Linked DNA regions of Mus musculus: region 2 is linked to region 1. A link is a contact called in public HiChIP or PLAC-seq data. All regions are on one chromosome and are shown on one strand. The core of a region is the stretch at or near the end of the contact, and the rest is flanking DNA. Distances in the headings are between cores, read along the strand shown.

The links. HiChIP or PLAC-seq counts read pairs in DNA pulled down with a chosen protein or histone mark.
Region 2: an H3K27ac HiChIP or PLAC-seq map of heart atrium shows a contact between it and region 1, with 2.8 times the contacts expected there. The contact joins two enhancer-like sites. A contact is called at or near these places in 2 of 39 promoter capture datasets (embryonic stem cells and stem cell-derived epiblast-like cells), 5 of 484 Hi-C or Micro-C datasets (the HL-1 cell line, embryonic stem cells, nephron progenitors and 1 more) and 1 of 115 datasets of contacts at active chromatin or transcription factors (heart atrium).

What each region holds. Positions count from the first base shown.
Region 1 is chr8:118,585,525-118,591,136 of GRCm38.p6, forward strand. The region is part of intron 2 of Cdh13 (cadherin 13); the gene reads left to right. Among named protein-coding and RNA genes, the nearest start is that of Gm24035, 160 kb to the left of the region's middle. Within about 2 kb of position 2,632, at least 5 of the 459 cell types and tissues checked have an H3K27ac peak or open chromatin away from gene starts, as enhancers often do. A contact at or near this core is called in heart atrium, where this site is marked.
Region 2 is chr8:118,710,983-118,716,594 of GRCm38.p6, forward strand. All of the region lies in intron 3 of Cdh13 (cadherin 13), which reads left to right. Among named protein-coding and RNA genes, the nearest start is that of Gm24035, 290 kb to the left of the region's middle. Within about 2 kb of position 2,294, at least 18 of the 459 cell types and tissues checked have an H3K27ac peak or open chromatin away from gene starts, as enhancers often do. A contact at or near this core is called in heart atrium, where this site is marked.

The DNA.
Region 1 (5,612 bases), core at 1,382-3,881:
AAATCTCAAAACCAATATATCTGTTATATGAGTCTCTAACTTAAATATGCACACCCAGATCTTCCGCAAAAGCCAAAGTGATTTATCTGTGCAGCCATTAAAGCAGAGTTACAGACGTTTTAAACAAAATCTACACTTATGTTGCATATAGTCACATATTGCAAAACCGTTGTAACAGATTAGATTATACACTTGCATTGTTGCAAGGAACAGAAGGCAGTCTCTATATTTAGATGCTAAACTATAGCAAATGTTTTAGACTCCGAAGGGATTTCTCTTCCCTGAACTGGGATTAGTATCAAATGCTGGCCAGCTGACAACAACATTAGGCAGTTTTTATTTTAACGTAAAGCCTATAGGATCCTGTTACCCCCTCGACAAGGGCTTGGGGGCTCATGATACTACAGATTGGGACGCTGGTTATAGCATCTGACCTTTCGTTTCTCTGACTCTCCTTCTCCTTTTAGTGTGACCTCTCTGCCTACCTACTCCTGCCTCTTACACCCCAAATGGTGACAGTGTTGATTACATGGCAGGTGATGGTAAAGGGGGATATGTACATTTTCAGGATATTGAAAACAGCTTCAGCTGCAAAGCAAGTTTGGGAATGATCATGGGAGAACAGAACCATTATGTCATGAATTAGGGAATGAACCTATTACATCATGCATTAGAGAAAGGAACTATTATGTCATACATTAAAGAATGGAATTATTACATCATGCATTAGAGGATAGAAATATTATGTCATGCATTAGAAAATGGAACTATTACATCATGAGTTAGAGAATAGAATTATTACATCACACATTAGAGGATAGAGCTATTATGTCAAGCATTAGCGAATGAAACTATTATGTCACTGAATTAGATGTCATTCTTGTGTTTTTTGTAACGTTCCTTGCCACCCTCCCAGCCACCCTGCCCCAGGGTCTCATTTATTGAAACCAATACAAAACTAAGATATTTTTTTATAAGTTCGAGTTATAAAAAGACTTCTCTCCCAAGAAATAACCTATAAGATGAAAATATTTCTCCAGATATAAAATAATAGAAGCTACAGCTCTGTGCTTTGCCTGTGTTTTATTCAAATATTAAACCCATGGGTGTCTGGGTAGGGGCTTGGAATCTCAGTTCAGAAAGGCGATTTTGATGCTGCTATCCCAGACTTAGAGTTTACCTTCCATATTTTCAATGAAACCCCATTGCTCAAGTAGAATTTTTGTTATGAACAACTGAGAGATGGCATTTAAAGTGGAAACCCCTACAGAATGGATGTCACACGGCAGTGATGAATTTGTGATGGGACTGGCTGGAAGTGTCTGACATTTTAAGTGTCTCATTGCTCCGAATTCATTTGGCATTTATTGTAATAGAAATGACCATATTGGATTCATTTGGCATTCATGTGGACTTCACATGTATTTATGGAGATGTAACTTGGTAATTTAACATTTATTGTACTAAGCATTATTTAATGGACATTGAAAGACATTGTCGCATGGTGCTTAATAGAGTCGGTAACTCTGAAGTTAATCTTCTGTCAAAACAAAGGAATGAAAAACCACTTTGAGACCCCAAGCCCCCCCAAGCAACTCATCTGCATAAGTCAAAATTGTGTATTTACTCTGCCAGATCTTGCTTTCTAAAAATTTTTAAGCCAGAAGGTTGACTCTAGGACCAAGACAGGGAAGAGCAGATGTTCAATTTAGACCTCTTTATATCCTAAAATTGTCTACAAGTACATTAATCTCAGTCTAAAAATACTAAGGATGATTTTCTTGGCTCATCTACAGTAAATTCAGCACAGGGCAGGGGCATGTGCTCTCTGATTTCTTCCTTTCTTCTTCTACTACAGCGTTTAGCATGTCCCTGTTAACCTACTCCTCTCAAATAATCCTGGTTTTTTTTTTCCTCCTTGCAGAAGAATTATTTTTAGAACAAAACAAGTCATCATTTAGAACAATTGAGAGTCAAGGGAAACTTCCCAGAGAAGTGACAGGAGAGCTCTTCAGACCCCATGATGGCGACCTTTTGTTTCCTTTTATTTTATCTCTCTAAGAACATCTTGCTTAAGGGCACAGCATCAGGCAAAACTTTGCTGTTAGTCACTTTTAAAGGCGTGGTGGAGAAGGCCTTGCCCTCTCTCCAGTTTTCTCTGTTGCCTTTTTAACACCACTCAAATGCAGACCTTTTACTGACCACTCGTAGAAGGGACCAGACATCTGGTCCCCCTGCCTTGAGATAAATCACTGTTCAGCTCTGATGGCCGAATATACATTGTTTAGTCATCGAGGTACTGGAAACATCTACAATCTTTTGCTTTCTAATATATGTGTGTGTGTTGCATTCATGCACCAGGTGGGTGAAGTGACCCTGATGTTTTATGATGCTTGTTGTAGTCCCTTGGGCTGTAGGTACAAGCGGGTGTGCACTGGGGTGTAGGCACTGGGAACTGAATTCACCCCTTCTAGAAGAGCGGCAAGTGTGCTGTGTATAAGTGAAAGAAACCCTTTCCTTTCTTTTACTCATGATGTTTCCTCTATCCTCTACCTCCCAGGGCTGGGATTTCAAGCATGGACCACGGCATGCAGCTCTTTTATAGGGCTTATCAGCTCATGCTTACCCAGCAAGCTCTTTGCTGACTGGGCTGCCTTCCCCACTCCAGAGAGGTTTCAAGAGGATTTATTTATATCCTAAGTCTATGGTCATGGATCATGGCCAACCACATAGCTTCAGCAACGAAATGCATTCGGGGGCAGCTACAATGGCTTGAAGTCCCACATTGGGTACTATCAGAGCCCTGACAGGATCCTCCCTGGACCACCAGCTCACGTGGCTCCAGGCTTCTTTTAACCTATAGTCGTGTGTCTTCCTTCTACTAGTGCCTATGCACTCTCTGGATGTCTGTGCTTTTGAGTGATATTTCTTACTTTTTATAAAGAACAAACAAATAACAACAGCAAACAAAAACAAACAAACAAAAAACAATCTTAAGGAATTAGAACCTCCCCTAAGGAGCTCACTCTAACTTAATTCCATCTACAAAGATCCAGTTGCAATAAGGACACATCCACAGATACTTGTGCAAGATGGCCATGGGGGATAGCGTTCAGCCTACAACAGGGACTTTCTGAGCCAGTTTTTACCAGGGACAATATTTTAATGCATGTTTTTGGTTTTATAATTAACTTTTTCCTGGGAGGGGCTGAGACAAAATGAAGTTATTCGCTCTCAAGGGCTGGTTTTGTTTTTTTTGTTTGTTTGTTTGTTTTGTTTTGTTTTGTTTTTTGTTTTTTTGTTTTTTTGGGTTTTTTTTTTTTGGTTTTGATTTGTTTGACATTTGCGCTGGCATTCAAGAAGAGTGGATTTCTTTGTAGCAAGCTGTGTTCTTTACCCTTTGTGCATCTGATGGGCTTGCTCTGGAAGACTCACTTGCTCTTTGATCTTAGTGCATGGCCTTGGTCCCTGGGATGGCCACTGAATGTCACTTTGATTTCCAAGTTGAAAACATGCCATTACTCCATTACGGTTCTGATGCAGAACCATGATACTTAGGCAAACGGTTGAAGATGTCGTTCAATGTCACAAGCTAAGCTACATGCACTGTGGCAGAGTCAGTTGGGTTCCTCTTGGTATAAGCTGCTGGAACCCACTCTGACTAGCAGCAAGCAGGAACAGAAAAGACTATTGCTGGGTGGATTTATTTCTGAAAGATGCTATAACAAAGTGCCAGGAACTTGTAGGTTAGCGACTGCAAAAGTTTATCAATCACTTCTGGAGTCTAGGAGAGATGTTCTTTCTATGGGAAGTGGTACAAAACCAACTAGGCTTCTCTTCCTGCTCCTGCTGGTGTGCCCCGTGTCCAGCACCCTTGGTATATTGATGCATCCCGTCACCCATCCATGGGTTTACCCCCACATGCCATCCCCATCCCACGTTCATGTCTCTCTCACTACCCAATGTTCCCTTGGTTATAAACACACTATTATTGCAGAGATTTCCCTTGTTATCTTATTACCTCCATAAAAAGCCCACCTCCAAATAAAGTTATAGGTTATAATTCTAAAATGTCTTTTTTGTTTGGGGGTGGTGGTGGAGAATATACATCAACCCCTAACAATGGTCAAATATTGTGTTTGAAATGAAAACTGGATGACCCGTGAAGGGAAGGAACCCAAGTTACACCTGGGCACTGGAATCAGTGAACCTTCTAGAATGTTCTCACTGATAAGTTTTTCTCATAGCCATTGCCTGGGGGCTATCATTTGGTGTAGAGAATGTTCATGTGTTGGTGTGTGTGTGTGTGTGTGTGTGTGTGTGTGTGTGTGTGTGACTGCATATGTGTGCGAGACTGCATATGTGTGCATGTGCAAGCCTGCACCTGTGTTCAGCCATTTCTTCTGCTACAAAATTAGATGTAACCACGGAGTGGGCCAAATGTTACCCCTTCTTTTTACCCTTCCCAGACCTTGGGTCGATCTCTGAAGATGAAAGGTGTGTTTGTACTCTAAAGAAGCAGCTGTCTATTGATTGAAGTGGCAGAATCAATTGATGTCCTACAGCCTGTTCCCGGCTGGGGGCATGGGAGTGGCAACAGGTGTGTATTTATGTGTCATCCATGCTTTTAAAGCCCAAGGTAGGAATGGAGGTGACATCATCCAAACATCATCAAGAAGGACTTAGATGCAGACCCTAAGATTAGAGCATGGAACAGCTCAGTTTACAGCAGCCGTGCACTGCTGACTTACAGACATGTCCTTCTAAGGCTTGCCCTGTCTCCCTGAGTACAGCCCAGAAAAAACACAGGTTCTGCTTCCTCCAGGGGAGCCACAGGGAACTGCAGAGAGGGGACCCTTTCGTCCCCAACTTAGGCTTGCCTGGTGTCTATAGCTGTCTCCCAGGGGGGAGTCTGGTGACACTGCAAGAACATCAGGACATAGATCTGTCCACTTAGCTTAGCTCTGAGGCCTCTGGGACCAGGGGAGACTTGCTGCGTTTTCTTGAGTGTTCTGTTTCCTTCTTAGAGTAACAGAGGTCCCATAAAAAGACGAGGCCAGTAAACTACCACATCTATCATTCCTGCTCAATGCAAATTTTACAAGACCCCACCCCGCCACACCAGTTCACTCCCTGCACAGGGTTTCCCAGCCCCTGCTACCCCAGTTCTTCCCCTGGCACAGGGTTCCCCGCCCCCACCCCAGTCACCCCAACCACCCCAGTTCTGTTCCCTGCACAGGGTCACAAACTCAACACAGGTCACTTTGTCATTTGTATCTCTTGGATGCAGCGCGAGAGCAGACTTCATTGTGCAATCATGGCATACTTTTCTCAAAAGGAATGTTGACAATGATAGCTGTGTGGGCAGACAGCCTAACCCCATGCCCATCAAGTTGCATAGAATCAGCTTTGCGATACAATATCTTAAACAGGGAAGCCTGGATCTTGCCCATGTGGTACGCATACAGGGCTTCAAATGTCATTGCCGCCAAGTTTGTACATGTGGGCAGATTTGTTTGTGTGTGTGTGTGTGTGTGTGTGTGTGTGTGTGTGTGTCTGTCTGCTAGCCTCTGTTTCCTCGGCTAGGGAAGATGGTTTGAAAAGACTGTCCT
Region 2 (5,612 bases), core at 1,044-3,543, 130 kb after region 1:
AATGGATGGAAATGGATGGAAATCAGTGTGCTAAGTGAGGTAAGCCAGATACAAGTATGACAAAGTGTGTGTGTGTGCAAAATAAACCTTACAATTATATGTTGTGATGACCTTCATCCATACTCTACAGGCAAAACTGATCAGTTCACGAATGTGACCCTTCTAAGAGGGACATCTCAGAATCTAATGAAGGGTGTTAGATCCTCTGTTAGACAGAGCTCCCTAGGTATGCTCGGTATTACTAGGTATCCTAGTAATGTTGTGACCCTCTGGCAAATGGTACCTGAGCAAGCCAACAATGTAAGGTAGTTCCACAAGAGAACTCTCACATCCTAGCTCTTCAAAGACACAGTCCTCTGAGACAGTGGCCCTAGTGTTGGCGTGACTCGCCAGTGAACCACTGCTACCACCCACAGAGACTGGCACTGTGGTCTTCCTCTTAGATATTCTCCTTAAAACATGTATCCCTCTGTAGGAAGAGCCAGGCAGGCCAGTATAGGAAGCTTTGGGCTGTGTTAGATCCATGCAGGCAAGCTCACAGAGAGCACAGTCTGTGTCCTCCTTGATCGTCACTTGTCCCTGCCTCAGCCTTCCATACCTCTGGGTTCTTCCATCTCTGTCCAGCTTCTAAACTTCCCAAAGGGAACATGATCCTTTGGTCCTTTCCATCACTACACATGATTGCCACCCACTGGTAAGACTGTTTCTGTTGCAGAGCCTCTAAGGCTTGGGTTGGGCCCACAGCAGTCTTCTCATACCGCCCCCCCCCCCCCACCGCCCTGACCAGCCTCACAGCTTAGTGTCTGGGTATCCAAGTCTAAAGAGCATCCACTGCCTTGGGGAGGGCTGGAAGGAGTCTCAGTTCACTCAGATAAGGCCACTGGCTTTTTATCAAGCTTCTGGCATGGGACCCAGTTCACACATGAGCCCCCATCCCCCACTACAACTATACTGCTAAAGATGGATTCTGAACTTCCATATAATAAATTTGGTTTACACCTAGGCTGCTGTTGCATAGTTGGCACTGGGCCCGAGTTCAATCCTCAGAATGCATGTAAGAAAGCTGGCATCCTAGCACATGGCTACAGTCCCAGTGCTGGGAAGGGGAAGATTCCCTAGGGCTTGCGGCCCACCCAGGCAAGGCCGGTGGCTGAGCTCCTGGTTCAGGGAGAGACCCTGTCTCAAACAACGTAGGTATGCTCTGAGGAAGAATGCCACCTGAGGTGTTCTATGTTCTCGTTCTCTCTCTCTCTCTCTCTCTCTCTCTCTCTCTCTCTCTCTCTCTCTCTTTCTCTCTCTCTCTCTCTCAGCTTCTCTGTTTCTGTCTCTCTCTCAGTTTCTCTGTCTCTCTCTCAGCTTCTCTGTCTCTCTCTCAGCTTCTCGTCTCTCAGCTTCTCTCTCTCTCAGCTTCTCTGTTTCTGTCTCTCTTTCTCTCAGCTTCTCTGTCTCTCAGCTTCTCTCTCTCTCAGCTTCTCTGTCTCTGTCTCTCTTTCTCTCAGCTTCTCTGTCTCCGTCTCTCTCTCAGCTTCTCTGTCTGTCTCTCTCTCTCTCTCTCAGCTTCTCTGTTTCTGTCTCTTTCTCTCAGCTTCTCTGTCTCTCTCTCTCAGCTTCTCTGTCTGTCTGTCTCTCTCTCTCTCAGCTTCTCTGTCTCTGTCTCTCTTTCTCTCAGCTTCTCTGTCTCTCTCTCTCAGCTTCTCTGTCTGTCTGTCTGTCTGTCTGTCTCTCTCTCTCTCTCAGCTTCTCTGTTTCTGTCTCTCTTTCTCCCAGCTTCTCTGTCTCTCTCTCAGCTTGTCTGTCTGTCTGTCTGTCTCTGTCTCTGTCTCTGTCTCTGTCTCTGTCTCTGTCTCTGTCTCTGTCTCTGTCTCTGTCTCTCTCTCTCTCTCTCACACACACACACACACACACACACACACACACACAGAGAGAGAGAGAGAGAGAGAGAGAGAGAGAGAGAGAGAGAGAGAGAGAGATGCACACCTTAACATACTTTTCTTGTTACATGCTTTACAAATATAGCTCCACAGGATAGAAAGCTTTGTTCTCATGATTTTGAAGGAAAGACCAGAAGCAGATGAAGCAGATGGAGAGGTTAAAGCCCTGCATAGTCAGGTAGGACACTGCAGAGCTTAGTGAGATTTTCTCTCGGGAAATCTGCCACCAGAGTCTCATCCTCTTGGCCATGCTTTGTCTCAGAAGGGCTTCTCTCACTTCTTTTCAGCACCCGCTGTCCTGTCCCTTCCTGACCCAGGGCCATTTCACCCTTATCAGCTCTCCCCAAATGCTCGCTGTAGCCACTGGATCCACCGATAACCCTGGTCACCTTACAGTGGATGGTCCACACAGCTCTGGGACCGCAGAGCTGACACATTGCGTCTGTCTCTCAAGCAGGCAAGCCGCTAGCAATTATCTCTTAGAGTCTGAAAACAAAGCGTCTGCAGTAACGGTTCATCCAGGATGTGTCTCTCGGGTTCCAGGCACCAGCCCGAAATCAATGTTTCAGACCAGATAAGGAAATGAAAGAAACAAAGAGAGAGAACCACAGGCCCATCCCACTGGAAAAATTCTCCAAAATATTTTAGGCCAATTTCAACTTTTTTTTTCCCCCCAAGAATCTTGATTGAAAAAAAAATCTTGTGTTTACCTAAAATATCACACTGGCCGTTCTGGAAGCTTCTTGCTCCTCGGAGTGTTTATTAAGAAATGCTGCTCTTGCCACAACAAATTTCAGCGTTCTTGGCTTCTGAAAAGCTGTAAAATCATTAGTTATCTCTTAAAATGTATTATTAGAAATTCATGATCTTCCTGTCTCTGTGTCTGAATATCTTGGCACAGGCCACTATGAACTTAATCTGGACAGTCATGGGATGTCTATGCTGACCTTTGAGGTCCCTTCTAGTCAACAGCAATGAATTCATGAACTTGGACTAAAGATTACCAACAGATCTGTTGAAATCTCCCTTTGTTTCCCTCTGGTCTTGAGGAGTAAGTTAACAGATATTGATTTTTATTTCTCGACCTGCAGAGAAATGAGTGTTTCACTGTTGACATTTTTATGATCTGTAGTTTCCGGTCTATTTAATAGCCCTGGTGTGATATTATAAAAAAGGATCTTGATCGTAAAACAACTGTTATAGAAGGTTCTTTCAGCCAAGCAAACCTAGCTGAGTGAATCCGCTTCCTCACAGAGGAAAGTCTTGGTTGTCACATCAGGAAGAGAAACGTTACTTGGGTTGGACAGAGATAAGAGTCTCCCTGTACACCACGTGATGGTTGGCTTACTATTGCTCTCAAAGAATGACCAAATTGCTTTGTTTTTGGTCTGGGAAAGTCTGACCCATGGACCCTTGGAAACGCAAACCTTAAAACCTGATTCAGCAAAGGTCTTGTCTTGGGCAACAGTATTTTGAGTCAGATTGGGTTAAGCTAGGCTGCTATGACAAACAGCTCCCTAAATGTGTAACAACCTTAACAACAGGGATTTATTTCTTGTTCATGATACATTATCAATGTAGGCTAACGGGAATTATGTTCTACACAGTCTGCTACACTAGACGATGGCATCAATATCTATTGCTTGTTTGTTTTGAGATAGAGTCTCACTGTGGATCTTAGGCTGGTCTTGAACGTGGGGCTATCTATCCTCTTGCCTCAGGTTCCCTACTTCTGACACTGTAAGCATGAGCCATCTAATATCATGAGGTGATGTGCCAGCACGGTCTGTGTCATAAAAGGACAACATTCTAGATTTATCTGTCTTCCCAGTACATGGTTTTATAGGAGGGATAACATTTCTTACTGTCATCCTTTGGTCCTGAATGTGGCACAGCCCTGTCTTACCGCAAAGAGGACAGGAAAGTGTGGCTCTGGACATACTCAGAAGAGAAGAGCCAGTCATATACACAAGTATTAGAAATGCTAACCACAGCAACCAGGGTGGAGTGAGTGAGTGTTCCATGTGTCCAGGCAATGTGTCAAGGCCCTACCAACTTTGTTTCATCTAAGTCATACTCAGTGTGCCAGTACTGTTAGAGGTATGCTTCCATGAGGTTTTCTTCTCAGGAAAGGACAGTAGACAGGAAGTGAGGAGGCTAAACAATTAGCCGAGGCTATCTCTGCCTGTGGACAGAGTCGCTGAACTGTTAAGCTGCTGTTCTCCATGGCCTCCAGACAGCTGTGGCCAAAACACGGCCCATCTGCACTTGGAGGCTGAGAAGAGCAACTGCTGCCTTCACTGGGACAATAATGCTCCCACATTGGAGAGAAAGAGGACTCTAACTGAAGGGAGCTGCAGATTCTTTTCCCTCCCACACCGCTGGGAAACTGTCAGCTCAGGAAACCGGTTTTCAGGTGCAAACACGTTGGGCTTCTTAGCCATTGTCTCGGCTCCTAAACAAGGAAAGTAATGTCACATGAGATGAGAAAACTGTTTAAACCAACGTTTAAAATATGCAGCACTGGGATGAAGAGATGGCTCAGAGGATGAAGCGCTTACTGCTCTTGCAGAGGACCCCGGCTCTTTTCCCAGAATCCATGTCAGGGAGCTCACAGTTGCTTAGAACCCTAGTTCCAGGAGATCAACACAGCTGGCCTCTGCCAACACCTGGACTCACACATTTACTTACTCCCCTCTCCAACACTTATACATATATATATATAATTAAACATAAAAATAAATCTTTTTAAATATCCAGAATGTATAGGTTCATGTATAGTCAATTTGAGAAGAGGTCTGTATTTGCATGAGATAATTCTGAAGTGGTATATGCATAGGAGGCTTACTGCAATGGTTTGTATATGCTTGGACCAGGAAGTGGCAGTATTAGGAGGTGGCCTTGTTGGAGTAGGTGTGGCCTTGTTGGAGTGGGTGTGGCCTTGTTGGGGTGGGTGTGGCCTTGTTGGAGTGGGTATGGCCTTGTTGGAGTAGGTGTCACTATAGGCATGGGCTTTAAGACCCCATCCTAGCTGCTTAGAAGGTAGCATCCCTCAGATGATGTAGAGCTCCTGCATTCTCAGCATCTCCTGCACCATGCCTGCCTGGATGCTGCCATGTTCCCACCTTGATGATAATGGACTCAACCTCTGAACCTGTAAGCCAGCCCTAATTAAATGTTGTCCTTTAAAAGAGTTGCCTTGGTCATAGTGTCTCTTCACAACGATACCAACCCTGACTAAGACACATATGTCTAAATTTATGTATAAATTATAAATTACTTAATTTTCATCCTATGAATTCATCATCTGCATCTATCTGGCTACCTATCTGAACCAGTGGCCAATAGAAATATAATTTAGGGCATATGTTCAATGTAAAAAAAAATGTGTTGGTGTTTAAAACACTAAATGTAAAGAAGTAAAATCGGTCAAATAATATATTTTATCCGACCCAATATTAACCCAGTGCAGGCAAATACAATCCCTTCACTACACACTCAGCCCAGGGAATTAGAAATTTATTTCATGTTTGTGCCTAGCTTTTAGAATTCTGCATGTACATTATAATTGGCACATTCCACAGTCTTTGGAAATTCGTGATATGTATTCATTATTTGTAAAGAGTCTTCATTTCCAGAGTACATCAAAGCTACTTGAAATAATTGAATGAGATCCATGAT